Linked DNA regions of Urocitellus parryii: region 2 is linked to region 1. Evidence: chromatin contacts called from public Hi-C data. All regions are on one chromosome and are shown on one strand. The core of a region is the stretch at or near the end of the contact, and the rest is flanking DNA. Distances in the headings are between cores, read along the strand shown.

Region 1 (3,209 bases), core at 501-3,000:
TGTAATTCTAGTGACATGGGAGGCTGAGATAGGAGCATTGCAATTTCAAAGCCAGCCTCTGCACTTAGTGAGGCCCTAAGCAATTTAGATCCTGTCTCAAAATAAAAAATAAAAATTGCTGGGGATGTGGCTCTGGTTAAGTGCCTGGGTTCAATCTCTGGTACAAAAAAAAAAAAATCTAATTGCCATGAGATGTTGTAATAAAATTGCACCACACACTACTCAGAGGTTTGTAGTTATGCTAGTAGAAACAACCCTACTTGCACTGCCGGTCTGGTGAAAATACATAAAGCTTGATAATGATGATCATCTACTATGTTACTTGTTTAAGTATTTACTACATTTTTATCATTACAGTATATTCCTTCTACCTGTTAAAAAAAAGTTAACTGTAAAACAGCAGAGGCACAAGATGTGGAGGTGGAAGACAGTGGTATTGGTACGACCTCCTGTAGGCCTAGGCTATTGAGTGTATTTGTGTCTTAGTTTTTCTTTTTTTTTTTTTAACAAAAAGTTTAAAAAGTTACAGTAAGCTAAGGTTAACACATTGAATGGCGAAAAAAATATTTTTCTAAAATGTAGCCTAAGTGTAGAATGTTTGTAAAGTCTACACTGTATACAACAATATCCTATTTCACTCACTGACTCACCCAAAGCAAGCTCTGTTCAAGGCATATGCCCTATACAGGTGTTCAATTTTTAAATCTTTTGCACTGCATTATTACTAAGTTTTCTATGTTTAGATACACCAACACCTACCATTGTGTTACAATAACTTACAGTATTCAGTTCTGTAACATGCTAAATGGATTGTAGCCTAGGAGTTACAGGCTTGCCATATAGCCCAGTGTGTAGGAGGAATGCTAAGTACACTCTATGATGTTCACACAGTGATGAAATTGCCTCAGGAGGCATTTCTTGGAATGTGTCCTAGTAGGCTGTACATATATACACCATACAAACTTTAATCCCAATTAAGAAGCTCATTGGCACACACAAATAAGAGTAAAGCTTGGATAATACCCAAATATGATTCGCCCTCCTCAATCAGCAATGCTACACAGGGCTAGGGAAGGAAGCCAGAGGAGAGCGGAAAGTCCTGTAGACTATGAATGAATGAATGAATGAATGAACGAACGAAGGAACGAACGAAAGAGAGGCACGCTGATTGTACAGGCACGCATTTCAAACTGTTCCCCATAAGAAACAGTTCAACTTTCTTGCTTCTACTAGATACGTTTGAGGGTCCCAAATACAAACTCCTGTGACTTGTAGATTTGGGACTGTGCGTCCATGGGAAGGAAGGAGAGGCAGCGCGGACCAAGGAACAGCTGAAGGGCTACATTAGCACCTACTCCTTGACACCAACACAAATAATTTCTGTACTTTTCTCCTTCCCTTTCTCCGGGAGCCACTGTGAGAAAAGACTTTTAAAAAATTATGAGAGTAAAGCCAGTCGATTACCCAGAAAATTTGAGCGCCATTAAGATGATGGTGTGAAGCAGCGCGCCTGGGAGTTTTGCTGGAAAACCAGGCTAGGGATGGGGCTGGAGAAAGTTCGCACCGGCAGCACCCACCCTCCCATGCTCCTCACCATCTGCATCGCCTCCTCCATCCACTTTTCGATCTCCTCTGCTGACACCACGCACGAGCCGTCTGGGGCCGGCGAGGAATCCACCTTTGCCTCCATACCGCACCCGCGCGGGACCTCAGGGTGTCAGAGGCCGAGACCCAAGGGGAGCAGGGACTGCGGAACGCAGTGTAAATGGGCCATCGTTTCCGGGGGACAGGAGAAGGCCAGGGCACGCGGGAGCAATTTCCCGACGGACCTGGGAGCTCCGGACCAGTGAGCGGCGACGGCGGCGCGGCGGCAGCGACAGAAAGCGCAGCTGCTCTGTAGTCCACGCCCCCTTCCCGCTCTGGTGACAGCCTCTGCGGAAAGTCGTGTTTGTGATTTCTGGAGAGCACCGAGAGGGACGACGGCGATCCTGCCGGGTCTTCCGGCCCAGGTGACAAAGAAACGGTTTCCTGGTGAACCTGTCCCGCACCCCAAGAAGCCCGCACCCCCAGCGCCTGAAGATGCTGAGATCTATGTGGAATTTTTTGAAACGTCACAAAAAGAAATGCATTTTCCTGGGCACAGTTCTTGGAGGTGGGTGACAGCGTGCTTGGAAAGGGGCACTGGGAGAAAGAGGTGGAAGAGAGGTGGCTTTCTTCCAAAACAGGGAGAGGCCAGGATATGTAGAGGCTACGGATGTGGAGCGGCATGGCAAACCTCCAGGGTTCTTTCCATCTCTCCAGTTTCTACGTCCTTTGCCCTGTCACTGCCCCTCACTCTGCTTCTCTCTCCACCCCCTACCCCCCCCCCCACGGAACTTGGAGAACGTACCACAATTAAGTTTTTTTTTTTTCCAGGCATTCTTTTTAATTCTCTTTGTTGCTTTCTTGTGATCGCCTTCATTTCTTTTTGGCACTCTCAGTACTTTGGCTTTCACCCTTTATTGGAGTTTCATAACATTCTAAGGGAGTTATCTGAAGTCTGTACTTTGGGTGGTGTTTAAAGATAACTTGACTTTTTAAAAAATAGCACGTTGTACTGAAGAAAGATATGTACTAGATAAAGAAAAGCAAATCAATATTTCAGCTCTGGTTCTGCCATTTTAGATAAAATTATGCAGCAACAAAATGCTTAGGATTAGGATGTTGTGCAATCTTCTCAGGATTGTGAAGGTTGGAATCAGTGCACATCTAGGTAACACAACTGAAATCACTGGCTGAAAGGAGATTTAGAAACAGATTTTACTTAAAAATCTTGAGACCCTTTTCCATCATATGACATTCATGTCATAGCATTCAGGAATTTGAAGGAGAAATTAAAAAGCCTTTTGAATTATACAAAAAGGAAATTTAGGAACTTTAAGAGAATGTTTTTGAACTTGAGGGTTTGAGAATTTTTTTTTTATCACCAACTACATGTTTAGGTTACATAAGTACTTAAACATCAAGGACAGACGTTTCCCAAAGAACTTGGTTGCTATTGTCTTACTTTTTGATTGTATTCTATTATGCCCAAACAATTTGAAATTAATAATACCATTATACCAGTAATTCAGATATGATGATTCTTTGTGGTTTGAGATAGGGTTTTTGATCAGGCAAGGATTATGTTTTGCATGTCTCAGGTCTAGCACAAATTGATAATAAGCATA
Region 2 (3,498 bases), core at 75-2,574, 440 kb before region 1:
ACAGCCAGAGTCTTCCCCGCGCTCGCTCGGCCGCAGGCCGGCGGCCCGGCCCTTGCGCCGCCAGCCCGGCCGCCCGCGCCGCCCCCGACCCGCGCAGCGCGCCCCGGCCCCCTCCCCCGCTACCTGACAACGGGCCGCCGGCGGCCGCGGCAGCCGCAGCGGTGGCCGGGCGGTGCGCGCCGGTGCACGTCCCTCATTAGTAACCAGGCACATTCCTGCCTCCAGCGCTCCCGCGCGGCCCCCTCCCCCCAGGACATTACGCAAAGCAGCCTGCCCTCATCTGCATAGATCCTCGGCCAGGGTATTCCCCGCATTTCCCAACGCGCCGGACCCCCCTCCCGAGGTCTCTCCCATCCCCGCCCCCTCCGACCCTCACCCTTCGGAAACCGGGAAGGGGCCGGGGGCGCGCGCCGAAGAGGGGGCGCCGGAGTTCCGCGGCAGCGATTTCAGTATAAAGTGAAACAAGCTTCTAACGCTGAAGGAGGCAGGAAAAACACAGCGCCGAGGCCACTTACCGAGCCGAGGAGGGACCTAGATTCCCGCCGCTCTGCTCTCTGCCAGTAGCGGGTCCGCCCTCCACGCACCCGGGGCTGCACCCAGCACCCCAGAGTCGAGGCGTGGAGGGAAATTGTTAACCAGCCAGGAGACCCTCCAAGTTGCTGCGGGCTCCGAGGAGCTTCAACGTCCAAGACACAACTTGGCAAATACTTGTGCCACAGTCACTGAAGATGTTTTTGCGGAGACCCTCCTCCGCCGAGGAGAGACAGCGCTCCGCGGCGCCCCGCTCTCCGGCTCTCCACCCCCTCACCTCCAGCCCGCCTCCCGCCGGCCGCCCGCCTCCGGGCCGCGAGCCCCTCGGGCGGCTGTCAGCTCCCGGCTGCTGCTGGGTGACAGGGGCCAGAGGAGGGTGCGACGCGGCGACCGAGCCCTAGCCAGCGAGGGGGATCCTCGCAGCCGCGGTGGCCGCTCACCTGGAAAGTCACCGCTGAGAAGGAGGAGGAAGAGGAGGGAGAGGAGGAGGGGAGGAAACCCCCCTGGTGCCCTTGTTCTCGCTGCCGCGGCGGCCGCTCCTCGCCAAGGCTGAGCGTGTCTGGTGGGGGGTGTCTGGTAGCATTTCCTTAAGGACAGAGGGAGGGCGGGCGCGGAGGGAGGGAAGAGATCCCGTCCGCCAGCCCAGGCTCCTCTTGCCTATATTTATTTTTCTGACACTATACAAAGATCGGCCCGGGGCAGGGGCCGCCAGGCTGGGGCAGGAGCCGGCGGGGCTCGGGCCGCAGTTGTCTGCGTGCGGGAACCGCAGCGGCCGCCTCCCCTCCCGGGCAGTGGACGCACCGGGTTATTCCTGGCAGCGCCTCCCCGAACAGAAGTTACTAGGAGGAGTGCGCGGCGAGGGCGGGCGGGGGAGAGGCGGGGGGGAGGGAGGAAGAGGGAGAGACTCAGCCAGCGACGTCATCGGATCCCCCAGCGCGTCCCCGGGAGGGAGGCTGAACCAGAAAAACCAGTCTGGAGCCGGCGACCAGAGAGGGATGTGCGGCGCGCTGGGCGAGCGGGAGGGAGGCGGCCGGGAGGGCAGGCTACTGCCACTTGGCGCGGGAAGCTCGCCGCTGCGCTCCCGCTCGATGGGAGCGGGGAACTCCCGGGAGAGCGGGTCTCTGCACGTCTTGCAGAAACACTTGGGCGCTGAGAAGCCTGAGAATTTCCTTTAAGAATGTGGAAACCTCCTTCGTTCCCACCCCTTCCCATCTACCCCATTTCACATATACGCGTTCCCTGCTTTCCTAGCAAACAGAATTATATAATTAGTATTGTCCTTAGATTTTTGTCCAGGTACCCCTGATCCTTTGCCTCTCCCATGCTCTACTATTTTATCGGTCAAGAGAAACAAAATGAAACTATAACTCCTGGCTCTGTTTCTGGAGCTTTGCAAAGTGTTTTACTAGCATTTTCCGTGCCCCCGAGGAAACGCGAACTTTTCATGCGCTCGAAATCCCCCTCAATTGCTTTCCCTGGGATCACTCCCCTGGGTGCCCTGGGCGCACCCAGATAGAGGAACGCAACCCGCCCACATTGGGATGTTCAAATAGGCTCGGGTTGTAGCACCCAGAGCAGCTGCAGGTTTCCTGGTGGGCGGCTCTGGGACCTAGGGCTGGGGGCGAACTGCCACCACCAGCCGCGCTCTTCCCTTTCCTCGGAAAAGACCGGAGTGAAATCTCACCCAGTCCTGGGAAAGCGGTGCGTGCGGGGGAAGGGAATCCCAAGCGAGGAGGGGTACCCGGGGTTCTGGCTTTCTCCCCCACCCAGAAACACCCGGGGGACACCGGGGTTCCCTTGGGCCGTTACCCTCCCTGTGGACTCCCGTGCACCCTCTAGGGAGGTTCCCAGGAGGCCGCTGTACCCCAAAGCGATTAGCGGCTGCTGGGCTGAGCGGGCGGCCGGAGTGCCTCCTCTAAGTGGTCTCGGAGCCTGGCGGGGACCACGCGGCGCCCCTGCCGGGTGCCCAAGCCGCTGCGCCCCGCCAAGCGGAGCTGGCGCCCGGGGCGCCGCGGGCCGTAGCAGCCCTCCCCACCCCCAACCCCCAGCCGCGCCGCCGCCCTGCCCCGGGCAGAGTAAACAAGAGAAGCGCAAGATTTGACCTGGCGCGACCCGGCTTTCTGGCCGGGGTTCCCCCTGAGCAGGTGACTCCGTGGGAGGGGTGGAAATTAGTCTCTGGAATTCCGAGCCAAAGACATTAACTGTGGTTCTGCTTTTAAGGCAGGTATTTCACCAATAACTGCGGAATGTTTTGCGTCTCGAGTTTCAGAATTCGCCGAAAGGAACCAAATGACAAGACATATAAAATATTCCTTTCCCCTTTCATTAAAAATGAATACAATTCAAAAGCAAGGACAGCCCCTTCAACAACTGGGAGAATAGCGCCTCTGGTTTCGCTTCGACCTATAATCAGGGTATTTGGGGGATTCCCATGCACTAGCAACATTACTGTGAAGGACGACTCTCCAAAACAAAACGGCGATACCTTTTTTTAATCGATATTTTTCAAGGGAAAAAAAATCGGAACCATTTAAATTCGGGGCCTACTTCCACTTAGGCAACTTCTTTTATTGTATAAAGGTTTTTTAATATTCATCCTTTGTTGACTTAACTTGAAGCCCTTGGGGGGGGGAACTCCCCAATTATCATCTTCTTTTAAATTTGTGTGGTTACTTTTTTAAACATTCATTTAAAACTCCAAATGTGATTTTCGAGGTTTTTTTCACTTTCAAGCCCACCTGCTACATACTCCCAGAGCCCATTTTATTTAATTGCTTAATAGAGAAGATTAAGCAGTTTCTTTAAGAATCCAATTTCCCTTCAACACACACAGCAGCTGCCCATGCTCTCAGAAACTGAGCAAATAAAGCAGGCAGTTTGCTTCACCAGAATGAATATTAGTTGAAACCTTAAAAGCCTCCATAAAAGAGGAGATGAGGAGGTATAACGTGACTATGGAAATATTCA

What was found. A called contact is a pair of places that touch in the nucleus more often than the background predicts.
Region 2: a Hi-C map of liver shows a contact between it and region 1, with 4 times the contacts expected there. The contact joins the promoter of Hivep2 here to the promoter of Adat2 in region 1. A contact is called at or near these places in 2 of 2 Hi-C or Micro-C datasets (liver and muscle).

What each region holds. Positions count from the first base shown.
Region 1 is chr8:22,166,061-22,169,269 of mUroPar1.hap1, reverse strand. Adat2 (adenosine deaminase tRNA specific 2) reads right to left here and starts at 1,750. Exons shown (of 6, transcript XM_026397614.2): 1 at 1,595-1,750. The coding sequence starts at 1,690. Pex3 (peroxisomal biogenesis factor 3) reads left to right here and starts at 1,899. Exons shown (of 12, transcript XM_026397598.2): 1 at 1,899-2,152. The coding sequence starts at 2,080.
Region 2 is chr8:22,602,489-22,605,986 of mUroPar1.hap1, reverse strand. Hivep2 (HIVEP zinc finger 2) reads right to left here and starts at 1,324. Exons shown (of 11, transcript XM_077802093.1): 1 at 972-1,324.